Linked DNA regions of Sus scrofa: region 1 is linked to region 2. A link is a contact called in public Hi-C data. All regions are on one chromosome and are shown on one strand. The core of a region is the stretch at or near the end of the contact, and the rest is flanking DNA. Distances in the headings are between cores, read along the strand shown.

What was found. A called contact is a pair of places that touch in the nucleus more often than the background predicts.
Region 1: a Hi-C map of embryonic fibroblasts shows a contact between it and region 2, with 2.5 times the contacts expected there. The contact joins two enhancer-like sites. A contact is called at or near these places in 5 of 47 Hi-C or Micro-C datasets (embryonic fibroblasts, heart right ventricle, liver and 2 more) and 1 of 2 datasets of contacts at active chromatin or transcription factors (skeletal muscle).

What each region holds. Positions count from the first base shown.
Region 1 is chr1:4,639,429-4,645,853 of Sscrofa11.1, forward strand. No RefSeq gene overlaps it. Among named protein-coding and RNA genes, the nearest start is that of QKI, 240 kb to the right of the region's middle. Within about 2 kb of position 2,598, at least 7 of the 83 cell types and tissues checked have an H3K27ac peak or open chromatin away from gene starts, as enhancers often do. A contact at or near this core is called in embryonic fibroblasts, where this site is marked.
Region 2 is chr1:4,386,605-4,393,663 of Sscrofa11.1, forward strand. No RefSeq gene overlaps it. Among named protein-coding and RNA genes, the nearest start is that of QKI, 490 kb to the right of the region's middle. Within about 2 kb of position 1,912, at least 4 of the 83 cell types and tissues checked have an H3K27ac peak or open chromatin away from gene starts, as enhancers often do. A contact at or near this core is called in embryonic fibroblasts, where this site is marked.

The DNA.
Region 1 (6,425 bases), core at 1,348-3,847, 250 kb after region 2:
CACATAAATGAACTCATGGGTGGACCGGAAGGCTGCACGGGCTGCTCCAGAATGTCTGTGGTTGATGTCACAGGCAGAACGTCTTCATCAGGCCTGGTTCCCACCTTCCAAAGATTCCAGTATCTCCAAGGATGCTCCTTAAGGAGTCAGTCTTCTCTCTGGCATTCAAAGGAACCTTCTGGAACTTTCAGATATCTGTGACCAGTGAGGGCTTGAGCAGCCATCACAGTATAATTCCATGTTGGATGTGGTACCCTAAGTATTTTCAACCAAAAATTCGATTCTGAAATCTAACTTTCAAGGTCTGGTATACTTCAGGGTTCAATTCAGGTCCAGTCCTGGCCCAACACTCCTGGCTACTTAGCATCCACTGTCCCCCAGGAAGCCAAGAAAACTCTGCATGGACTATAGCCTGAAGGTTCACTGAAAAGGAGCCATCCTGCTACCAGGGATGGTTGTGGATCTCTGTCTGGTGGAGGAGCCCAGAAACCATGAGGATGTAGGTGTCGCATGGAGGCCATAGGTCTAGATGGGAGTGTTCGTCTCTGTGCAGGTGGAAGGGTCCCACAGTAGGAGGAAGAGAAGTCATCTCAACCCAGCGGGGGGCAGGACTCAGGATACAGTGGGGTTAGCACGGACCTCCCTGATGGCTCAGCAAAGGGAGCAAGCTGAAGTGCGTAAGGGATGATGGAACGAAAGCGTCTTGGTGAGAAAGATCTTCGAGGCTTCAGAGTCTTTCCGTGACTCCCTCAGAACACCCAGTGTTGATGTGAGTCCAGCTATGGTGAGCTGTCACTCTGTCCCCACGGTGGCACTGTGACACCATTGTCCTTCCCTTCCACCATGTCCCGCTCGCAAAGTTTCTCCTTTCTCTCCAAAGTAAAGCCAGAGCTGGCCGCTTCTCTCTGACAGATGACCCCACCTCACATTCCCAGGGCTCAGCGGGATTTGATGATAAGGTGCTACAGCCTTTTCTGATTCGTCCTCAGCAGCCATCCAGACCAGCTTCTCACCCCAGAAGAATGGACCAGGAGGGGTAGGTGGCCACATAGTCCTGGATCCTACCACCCCAACCCCAACAAGGCTCCCAGTCTTTGTTGTTGCAGTTTTCCCGCCAGCAACACCTCTCTTGTTTTCTCCACCCAAATCTTACCATCGCCCATGGCTCCACTCACACCTACCCCTCCTCCTTGTTGAACCCGAGCAGGTGGGACTGCTCATTCCCCTGAATTTCTACAAGCGCTACTGTCTATGAAAAGGGAATGACCAGCTTACCCTATAAACCGGGGTGCCGACTGTACTCTAGACGCTTCTCCAAGTGCTCTGGGCGAAGAAGGAATGTAATGCTCCTTGTCGGTACCATTCATCACCTCCATCCACAGTAAAGGAAACTGAGCCACAGAGAGGACAGTTAACCTGCCTGGGTTGCTGCTAATTAGTCACCAAGTGGGGACAAACCCCATCACGTGGGCCCTAGAGCTTGCCTTCTGCACCCCAACCCAGAACATCGGCTGAGGCCTTGCTCTCGCCTATCATTTTCACCAGACACACAGTCTGGCAAAGCCTTGCCTCAGTTTTTGGTTTTGTGGTTTAATGTGCCCATGTCATCGCTCCAACCAGACTCCAGTTCCGTGGGGCCAGGATGCAGGCTTTAGAATGAAACCACGTTTTCCCGCCTTGGGGCGTTTGAAGGACCTTAGTTAAGCCGTCTCTCTGTTTTGTTTTAAATCCACAGCATAACCAATGTTTCTGTTTAAGGGTTCCTGAAATATGTCACTCCTAAGGCTGGGAGTCAACAGTGAAATGGCTCAGGGATCCAGCTCAGGGCCATGGAACCTGCATGTCTGCTGTGAGCTGGTGGTGCCTCCTGCCACGGACGTGGATTTGGACCCTGATTTGAACCCTTGGCACATATACACATGCCTTCCTGACAAACGGCTTTCCACCAGAGCAGAGGATTGAGCTTCTGGAGTTGCAAGACCTTCCTGTCTTGAAAGAAAAGTCAATCTGCCCAAGAATAAAGACCGGGTCAGATCCAGTCTAAAGCCTGTTGGCCAGGGTCGAAGCTGATGGTGCACAAATGAAAGTGCTGTGTCTCCACAGCTCCAGAGGCTGAGGCTCGGAGGACCTGATCTGTGCCGAGGAAACCTGATCCTTGAGCAGAACTGAGCAGTGCCAGAACCCACGGTGGCCCACAGAGCGATGGCTGGAACTCTCAGCCCTTTGGGGCGGGGGGCGGGGTGGGGAGCAGGGAGGGAGCCTGTCTCGCCATTGATGCTACAGACCCCTGCCCTGCAGCCGCCTCCATTTACCACATTTACTTGATGCTGTCAGGACAGCAGCAAGAAACACTGGTCCTGAAGCCAAGATCATCCCACCTCAGGCCTGGCTCCCACCTTGCCCTCTGCTTGACATTGGCTTCACGATTGAATTTACCTTTTCCTCTTCACCTTCCTCTCTCTTGTTTTCCTGGATCCCTATTGGATTGAGCAGCTGAATTTTCATTACTCAAGTCAGAGGTCTGAGGAAAGTATACGAGCTTTGAATTCCTGCCAGCAGGGCCATATCTGTTCTAGTTTGTTCGCCATAAAATCATGAATCAGCCTGACTCATGCTGTCGTGCTCCAGTTACAACGGGCATTAGCGATGGGAGGAGATTTGGAGATATGGAGAGGAGCTTATTTTTCTGCTAAGCTTCACTCACCCTCAAGGACAAAAACAGATCTGCGCCCAGCTTCTTCTTGGCCTGAGCCCATGAGAAACAAACTGACACAGGGCGAAAAAAGAGGCTTCAGAGGCTTCAGAGCCAGCTGCCTCTTGGGGGAGTTTCGAGCACCCTCACTGGAGCCCAGAGAGGACGCGTCAGTGGTACCAGGGAGCATTTAAACCCTCCTGTGTCTCCAGCAACTCTTCCCAAACCCCTCCAGGCAGCACAGCACCTAAGTACAAACACTGTATGACTATGAGACAGTTTCAAAATAAGTTTCCTCGATTCTTCCTGCTCTCAGTACCACCCCCCCCACCGACACCCCCCCACCACCACCCTGGAATAGAACTTCTGGAGCTGCAACAGGACGATGCCTTTTTCACTTCAGGCTCCCACTAACCCGTGTTCCCAGCACCTCCCGGTAGCCAGAGCATGATCCACTGAGACATGTTGTCACTCGCTGCCCCTTTCAGCAAAGCTTTACAAAACAGAGACAAGGAACCAGGGATGGGCAAGAACTCAGCTGCAGCCCGCAATCTGGATTCAGTAAGGGTCAGGTCCCTTGCAGCTTTGAAGAGTTGAAAATGCCAAAGGCTTCTGCGACCCGAGATGAAGCTGCGGTAGCAGGTGGCCCTATAGAGAGAGAGCCTCGACGGAACAGAAGACTGCGACCCCAATCCTGATTCAATTACCTCTCCTTAAGGGCTCCCAGGCAGAGCAGGGGAGCCAGCCCAGCAGGCAGAGTCACAGAAAGGGTGCTGCCTTCCAACCAAGCCCTTTTCTTTTCAGACGTTCTCAAGGAGGAAGGAGGAGGGAGGGGGTAAGCAAAGATATCAAGCTGACAACTGTCCAAACGCAATCCCTGGCTATTGGCTCGTGCATGCTGGACAGAGGAAGTGGACTGGAAGATTTGTAAGTCTCTGAGTGAATCCCATTGCCACAGAAACCCAACTGTGACCATTCAGCCAGTTCAAAATCCTCTTTTAAATTTTTTATTAAAGTGTAGTTGATTTACAATGGTCCTTCAGTTTCTGCTGTACAGCAAAGTGACCCAGCCATATATATATATATATATATATATATATATATATATATATATACACATATATATACACATATATATACACATATATATACACATTCTGTTTTTCATTCTCTCTTCCAGCATGTTCTAACCCAAGAGACTGTACACGGTTCCCTGTGCTGTACAGGAGGATTCTCCAAACCTGTGGGAAGTGGACCACAAAGCCACTGGTCTTTCAAAAGGACACTGTCTGCAGTATCCACTTTACATGTGGCCTTGGAGGATAAAGGGCAAAATTGAACCACCCAGAGAGCCCAGTGGGCGAAGGAGCCGGTTCCTTCCAGAGAGCAGAACCAGCTGTGGCCAAGGGCCAGCCCACACTTTGTCTCCAGCAGAATTGAGCATCGCAATGGATCAGTAATTCTTGTGGGTTTCCTCAGTCTTCCTTTGTCCAGTGGGAGTTGTCCCTAAGGTTATTCTGCCTATACATCCTGCTTATAGAGGGCTTTGAGCAGAAGGGCTGGATGCCATAAGTGGGTTGGAGTTGCAGGTTCTCTTTCTTAAGAAGGTGCGAATGTGTTCTGTATGGAGACAAAAAGAAAGTACATGGATATTTGAGTTACCAAAAGGGAGGATTATGACAGAGACTCTTAGCTCCAAGGTAATATCTGTTCTTCCCTTTTCCACAGAAATAGAAGCCATGAAACATGCTTCAAAGTTAAGGACCACACTTTCCAGCCCCTTGTAGTTAGATGTCACCAGGTAACTAAGCTCTGGCCAAGAGTACATAAACAGAAATGATGTACAAAACACCCAAAGTGTGTTCCCACCCCCTACCCCCCACCCCGTCATCTTCCATTTCGTCCTCTGCAAGGGCTGGAATGTGCACACAGAGATGGAACAGTTTGGATCTTGCACAAGAGAGCAATGCTGTAGAGACAGTAGAGCTGTGGAGTAGAAGGAAACTGGGTGCCTGACATCTCAGAGCATGACAACAGCCCTGGACCTCTTATGCTGGGCTGTCATATGGCAGAGAAGTGACTTGTGTGTGCTACTGTGTCTTACTTCAGCAGCCAAATTTGTTCTACCTAATAGAGTCATAAAATTGAGTAAATCTCCAAAAGGTAGAGACAGAAGGAAGGAGGGGGAAAGGACACAGGTACAAGTAAATTGGAGGCGAGGCTACAAGATTCAACCTCCAAAGAAAAGATCCAGAGAGACAGAATAGAGGCAATGCTGGAGAGGAACTCATCGCCAAGATAATTCAAGAAAATGTTTTCAAAAAGTGGACGTGGGTTTACAGGTGGAAAGGACCACTGAATGCCCAGCAGCACGGTCAAGACAGATTCGCCCCAAGGCCCATCACTGTAAAATGATGCCCCTGGGGACAAAGACAATTTTCTATAACTTTTTCAGAAGAAAAAGCAGGTATCAAACAAAGGATAAAAAATCAACATGTTGTCAAACATCTCACCATCAGTATTGTAAGCTGAAGGGAATCCTTCACCATTTTCATGGAAAACTACCTCTAACCTCTAATTTGGCAGCCAGCCAGAGTGATAACGAAGCACCCGGGTAGAACAAAGATATTTCCAGAAAAGCCTGCTCTCTGCAAATACACCACCTACTACCTTTTCTCCAGAAGTAACAGAAGGATGTTCTCCATGAAGTAAGGATTAAAGTCCAAAGCAAAAGATGTAGCTGGAGATCCAAACCATCAAGAAGCATGTGATGCCCCGGAGGTGACAAAGGGCAATTCAAAATCCAGAGCTTGGTGGCTGAACTGAAGGACACCAGTCTGGACTGGGCAGTTCAGACGTTTCCAGAGATGTGCTGAAGATGAAAGTCATGAACCACCTCATGTGTTTGAAGATAGTGAGCAGTTTATACAACTAAAAGAGCGTTTGGGCTTAACTAGCAACATAGAATAGTAAGTAAAAGTTAAAAAAAACAAGAGCTTGAAGGTACATGCGTGTGTGGTGGGCTTGGCCTGGGGAGTGTGAAAAAATAAATAAATCCTAATCTTCATTAAATAATGCTAAAAACTAAAATAAAATGAGACATACTAATACAAGCTGTTTTTAGAGAAAGAGAAACAAAAGCAAATAAAAGAATCCGCTGAAAGAATTGAAAGCGGTTGTTTCTGGGGAAAGGAAGACGAGAAGTTTTATTATCTGACTCTAGGCATACATATGACTCTGACTTTTTTTTAATAGGAAAGAAAAGATGAAAGTGGAAGGAAAGGAGAAAAAGAAGAGGAAAGAAGAGAGAAGAGAAAGAGAAGTGACGTCAGCATCAGGGTGAGAGTGGCGTCTGGGGAGGGTCAGAGAGGGAGGAGGCAGACCAGGAGACCAGCATAAACCCTCCCTCCATTCCTAACAGACAAATCCAGAACGTGCAAGGATGCTTTGGAGGTGAGTCGGGGTGGGAAGTGAGGGATGGGGGACTGCTGGACTCTGTGAAGTGGGAAATTGGCATCTGGGTAGGTGAGAAGGAGGCCAATGGAAGAGGCAACTCAGGTTGTGAACAAGGCTGTCATTAATTCAACATTTGGGGGCAGTCAATATCTAAAAATAATTTCAACATTTATATTTGGTCCCAAGTATACCTGCTTATGAAAACTTTATTTTCATGGATTGTGGCTCTAGCCTCAAAGGTCATCGGTTCACTTTTTGCAAAATGGAATGAACGTGG
Region 2 (7,059 bases), core at 662-3,161:
GTTTCCACCTTAAGAAATAAATCAGAGACTAGAAGCTTTGCCCAAACGACTTCTCTCTCTTTTTTAAGTGCATAAGGCCAGTCGCACATCTTTAAAGATGCACTAGGAGAGGAACCCATCACAACCAAGGGAATATCACTGACCATACATGTTGAAAGAAGCTGGACTTGCTGTAGTAGCTTCTGTTCTGTTAAACACTTTGGGATGCCTGACAGTTTATGTAAATGCAATTTGTTAAACAATTCTGAAGGGAAAAAAAAAGAAAAAAAAAAAAAACCTGTCAGCTAATAGCCCATAGTGCTTTGTATTCCTTAAGGCTGCAAACCAACCACAAGATCTTGAAAATTCAAACAATCCAGAAACAGAATTAAAACGTAATTGCTAATAATATCTGTTTGGTGTATGTGAAGGGTGGATGTTGGGGGTTGGGAGCCAGGGGGCACCATCAGAGAGACCTCTGCAAGTCCAGGTTAAAACTGAGCACAAGCTAGACCTCTGTTAGAGAGGTAAGTGGTTACCCAAGTCACAGCAGTAAACCATGGATTCTAGAGTTAATGGAACACATAGGAACTTGGAATAATGTCCAGATATGATTTTTTCCTACTCACCACTACAGGGAATTACAGTAATGGTAGAGGACCAAGGCTTTGTCTTCTGTGCTGGCAGAAAGAATATACAGTGAGCTAGGGGTTGGAAGGATTTGGCCAGTTGAGGATGTGATGGACTACAAGGATCTGATTTCACGTAGCTGATTTGGTACCTACCAAATACAGTGTTTTCTGGCATTGTCAAGGTGATGATGTATCACTACGTCAATAGCCTTCAAACCGGCCTCCCAGATTCAAACACTATTCTCCTCCAAACTCCTTGCATTCTGCCCCACAGATGTGTTTCTGGAATGCCCGCTCTGGTCATGCTACTTTCCCACATAAACACCTCGGATGATTCAAGACTTCAGTCTATGGAAATAAATATAAAGCTGAAGGTAATTTACCAGCTGGCTCAATCAACCACCCCAGGGCAGATGTCATGCCCCCACCCTATCACCAGCTCATTCCGTCTCCTTGGGACACTCTCCTTCACCTTGTCTACACAGCCAGCTATCTTCCACTGGTTACTTCCAACCAGGCTCCTCAGGGAGAGTTAATTCTCCCTCTTCCTGGTTTCAAGAGCATTTTACTTGTATTGAGTTTAGAAAGTGTCATATTGCATTAAAGTTTAAAATGTATTATATTGTATTGTTTGTCTTATGCCTCTGTTGCCAGTTAGGTCATGGTCTCTTAAGTTTTGGAGGCAAGTTCTTTCTTTCGGTACCCAGCAGCCCACTGGCATGAGCACTTGGTCAGTAATTGTTAGTGGAATAAATGGGAGTTTACAAGTTTGATTAGTTAAAGTTAGTGATCTTCCATTTTACAGGCTTAAAAATAGGGACACAATGCTTAGACTCACCCAGGGAGTGGGAGTGAGCAGCCATTCCATTCAGTGATAGACCCAGACACATTATATATTTTGTCAAGGGCTCCTGAACTCCCGACTTCCCTTTGGTAAGCAGGATAATACATCAAAGACTCGCATTAGAAAAACTTTCATTTGCAAAATTCATAGCATAGACATTGTTACTGGGCTCATTTTTTACACGAGAAAAGCATTAGGACACCAAAAGCTAGACTAATTTACGGGACTTTCTTGGTGAATTAACAACAGAGCCACAGCGAGGAGCCAAGATTTACTGAACCCCCGAGTTAATCTTAGTCCACGGAAGCATTTGGTGTCTCACTCAGGGCAGACCTAAGAAGAAGGATGAGGTTGAGATAGCACCTCCTCTGTTCCCAGCCTTTGGCAGTAGGGTTTGCTAGACTCTACCACTTCCTGCAGGGGAATGAGTCACCCATGGCCATTTCGTGTGTTCCCTGGATCTCTGGCTGGTTGAAAGCGAGCATATGGCAACTGGCCATGACATCATCTTTGGGTGTGAAACAGAGTGAAGCCAATGGATAGAGCATGAAACCCAGAATTCTAACCTCTGCTGTAAAACTGTACTTAGTTCCAACGCATAGGGATCTTTCCTGAGCACGGGATGCCTGGAGAATTACATTTTACAGGGGAGAAAAATAAAACTTTCAAGTTATGCATCGAATGTGACAACCTTCAGTACATTTGGATGTTTCTAAGAAATGTTCCCTAAATTACATTTGGATTTTCTGCATGCTGAGGGAAACAATGTGCATGTCATCAACAGATACAGGAAAATTCCAAGCCGGGTAAGAAAAACTTCATAAACACTCGGTCCGCCAAATTGTATGCTTAGGTGTCAGAGAAATAATAGCTCTCTAGTGGTTCTGCATCTGTATTGCTGGTAGTCCAATCAAGGATGGGTATGGAGCTTTCACTAACGAGAAAGATGAAGAGGGCAGGCAGATTTGGGAATGGGAATATGCGTAAATAACTACACAAGAAAAAAATAGGGGGGAAACGCAGAGGGATACCTCAATCCATGTGAAATCAGTTCTCTTTTAAGTTTAAATTTCCGTAGAAACTCTGTGCCGGGTAAACACACATATACACACACTCCTAGGGGGAAGTCCTGCTCCCGAAATGATATCGCTGAGGGACTGGGGCAAGTCATAGCCTCTGAGCCTGGCTCCTCATTTACAAAATAAGGATAATGATGTCTTCTCCACAGGCCCGCACACGACTATTAAAATGAATAAGTACATGAAAATCTATTACGATTTGGAAAAGCTTCTTATGGACAGGCAATAAAAACAACAAAATATGTTGTGAGTCCAAAAACGTAAAAATCTAGTGAGAAGCAAACAAATGAAAAGGTGCATATGATCCTTCTTAAGTGTGATTTATTTTTTTTTTTAAATAGGGGCCTATCATTTTTCTAGTTTTTCTTTTTTTAAATGGTCATACTTGCAGCATATGGAAGTTCCTGGGCTAGGGGTTGACTTGGAGCTGTAGCTGTTGGTCTACACCACAGCCACAGCAACACCAGATCTGAGCCACATGGGCCACCTACACCATGGTTCACTGCAATGCCTAATCCTTAATCCACTGAGCAAGGCCAGGGATTCAACCTGCATCTTCACAACAGACACTGTGTTGGTTCTTAATCCTCTGAGCCACGATGAGAATTCTCATTTGCTTTTTTTTTTTTAGGGCTGCACCCACAGTATGTGGAGGTTCCCAGGCTAGGGGTCCAATCAGAGTTGTAGATGCAGGCCTACACCACAGCCACAGCAACGCCAGATCCGAGCCACATCTGTGACCTACACCACAGCTCACAGCAACACCAGATCCTTAACCCACTGAGCAAGGCCAGAGATTGAACCCTCATCTTCATGGATGCTAGTCAGGTTCATTAAGCCACGACGGAACTCCTGAGAATTCTCATTTTCTAATCTTAAAGAGGACTCTATTCGTAGAAAAAAAAAAAAACTATAATATTGCTGTTTATATACAAAATAAACCCCTTGGTTACTTGACACCTGTCCTTACCTGGCAAGCTTGCCCTGAGTCTCCAACCAACTCAGACCCACGTGCTCCTCCCCACACCTGGAGCCCTCGGAAGCATCACTGTCCAGCCTCCAGGGAACCACAAAACCTCCCTGTCCAAGGCCAAGAGCGCTGCTTAGGGAAGGAGCTTCGGGAAGAGTTTATAGTGGCCTTTCTCCGTATTAAGTCACTCTCCTGTGTTCGTTTTCCTTCTTTCCATTCTCACATTTTCATTGCACTTTTGGTGAATTACTCCCTCATTTCCTTTGTATTTCCACTCCTCTCACAGTTACTGTGTCTCTTTCTGGGGTCTCTTTCCCTTCCTCTCCCCGCAGCCTCCTTCCTCTCTTTCTCTTCCTTCGCACTCATCTTCTCCCAGGCAACGCAGGCGCAGTGGTTGCCTCCCTACTTTTAGAGGCCCATGAAATGTGTTTCTTTCTTTTAGAACCAGAAGAGAAAGGGAATCTTTAAAGAAGCAAGATTAACCAAGCCATCCTTACATAGACAGAGTCATGCAGTAGACTTCTTAGTGATTATGTCTGTGGAAGAACACATAGTCTCCAGGGCCCGTGAAAGTCATCCTGAGGCCCTTCTCCTCCTCTCCTGAAATTTATTAGCACTTTAGCTTTACTTTTTTTTCTTTGGCCACACCCATGGCACGTGGAACTTCCTGGGCCAAGGGTTAAACCCACGAACATCCGTGACTCAAGCTGCTTTATCCTTACCACACTGGATAAACTGGATCCTTGACCCACTGCACCACAAAGGGACCCCTGGCTTTACTTATCTAGTAAACTCCACTTCACCATTTCTCAAAGTTTTCCCAACAACGAAGTCAGCAGCTGACTTTTCCAGCAGCTCCCATGGCACTTTGAACACGTAGATCCATTACTGCCATCACTACCCTAACAGCCACTATCTTTTGAGGAGCCTCTGTGGACTTCGCGCACTTCCCATCCTGAACCTATGAACCTTCTGCAGGGGATGAATCAGTGTTTCCTACACTACCTAACCAGCCACTGGATCGGGAAATCATTGGTGACTTACCCTGCACCTACATGTTACTTCTCATTCACGAAAATGTACTCACACCACCCACCCACCATCCAAGCAGGGCAGGAGGCCCCCAGAGATGGAGGTCGGTCATGGCCAGGTCAGAAATGAGGGGTAGGTGCTGAACCAGTCAGCAGAGCTGCTCCCTGGTGGAGACGCAGTAAGATGCCCAGGATCAGCTCATGGCTCTGGATGAGGCAGCTGAAATTGTGAAGATGTGGGTGGATTAGGCCTGCGGATCCCACATACCTGTTGGTGAACAGACACTTCCTTCCACTGCCAGATTCGGAGTCACTAGTAGCACTAAACGACTATCTAGTCACACCCATAACAAGCCAGTGGATTATCCACCATCACGAACGTCTGGCTGGGGGGTGGGGGGGGAGCAGAAGTCCCAGAGGGAAAAAAGGCCCCGAATCACACGGTCATTGCAAGACCTCAGTGTTTATGCAAGTAGACGGAGGGATGTTTACAGACGAAGGGAAGAAACGGAGCAAAGGCAGGAGACTGCGGGTCCCCATTCCCCACACAGCCGATGTGTATGCAAAGCCCCCTTTTCAGGGCTGGAATCATATTCTTAGTGTCTCATTATTGCAGCCGGACACGGTGTAAAACACCCCAGGTTCCTCTGGGTTGGATAACACACAAAGTGTGCATGACATTACTGCTGAAAAGAACTAAATCAGGAGGTAGAATCTCAAACTCCAGCAAATGTCTTGGTAGGTGGGTGATTCGAAACCTTCCAGGGAAGAACCGGGCCTTGGCTCGATCGGGACCCATGTGAGTTTGCGTCTGTGGGAGAAAACAGTGGCGCCTGAAAACATTCGACTTGGAAAAAAAAAGAAACTGCTGTTTTCCCTCTAGAACTTTCAGTTCTCCTGGTGCCTTTTGTTGCTGTAAAATTACATTCATTAGCAAAACCCCTAGGCAAGCAGCCTGGGCTGAGCGGCAGCTGGAAAGGATATGCTGCAGCACGAGACTCAAAGGGATCGAACGTGTGGCACGACCCCACGGCCTCAAAAAGCCGAGGGGCTCCGCAGCCCCACCAGCCGGGCCTGCACCTCGGGGGGTGTCCCTGCGGCCCCACCGCCGACTCTGGCGGGCCAGGCCGACCGGACTCCCTCTCAGCCCTGTCCATTCACTCCAACTCTGCCACCCAGAGTGTGACGCTGCCCGGACAAGCTTGAGGTCAAAATCGGAACAAGTGAAAGTAAATGAAGAGCCTGGCCTTGCTCTTCTACCTACAGAAGACCCAAAGGACCGACCGTGGGGCTCTTCCCTTTATTTGGCAAACTCCCAACTCGGAGCCCTTGGGTGGGAGAAGCAAAGGGAGGTGGAACAGGAAGTACTGGCCCCACCCCCGGGCGCTTTCCTAGGGGACACCTGGGGAAGGGGACCGTGTGGCTCACAGGCACCCAGGGACAGAATCCATCCCATCCTTGGTCCAGAGCTGGACCACCACCAGCGGCCCGCCCAGCCCTGTCCTTCTTCAGGGTTGACGCCGCATAGGCTGGTCCACCTCACCTGGTTGGAAAAGACGGGTTTGACTTGTTCTGCTCTCTCACCTCTTCCAGCGACACACACGCCCACGGCCGGTCCAAGCCCTAGAGAGCCTCATCCAGGCCCCAGGAGGACTCAGAAATGACCTGCAGCTTAAATGTAAACGAACGTTGACCCAGTGCCCCCAGGGTGTCTTTTAATTAGGCTGAAGATTTCAATTTTGAGGTTGAGCTTTTAAATTTTGTGGGCTGGACAAAGAAAAAGGCGTGTCTGGGAGAATTAACACAAAAGCGTCATCACTGACAGCGCATTGGAAGATGTCATCAAATGATGAGTGTTTCCTTTTCTCTCAGGTGTGTTTTCAAAACTTTCTAAGGTCACTTTTTATGACCAGCCTAGAAATAAAAAACTTGCCTGTGCAATGTAATTCTTAAGATAAATATTTTATTTTTATTATTATTATTATTATTATTGCTTAGCTCTGAGCAAGAAATCTCCCATGAATTTTTGAACGTAATAATACGTATGTAATAACCAAAACACTCTTCTGTTACACAAACCTAAACCATATGAAGAGAAGATACCTTGCTCTGCAACAGAAACACGAGACTTTTTCCAACCCATCAGGATATGAGTAAGAAAATTTGGGACTACATTCTTCATATTTACCAAGAAATGAAATTGACACGCTAGCGGTAACTAGTATGAGACATCTTGTCCCTCAGGACAGAACCTGCTTCATCTGTGTCTCCTGGTCTCTCACTGATGGCTCCTGGCAGGATGCCCTACACGTAACAAGTATTCACTGAAGATGACAATTTGTATCTGCCCTCGAGACTGAGACAAGATCCCTGCCTGGCTGATATTACTGGCCTTGTGCCACACAGACCACAAATGCAAGCAGCAGGTGGCTTTGGGTGGCAATAAAATGAATTGTGTGAGGCCGCCAGTTGGGAAACCGTGGCAGAGCCCCTCTCCTTCCCAAACTGCGCCCACCTGTGAGCA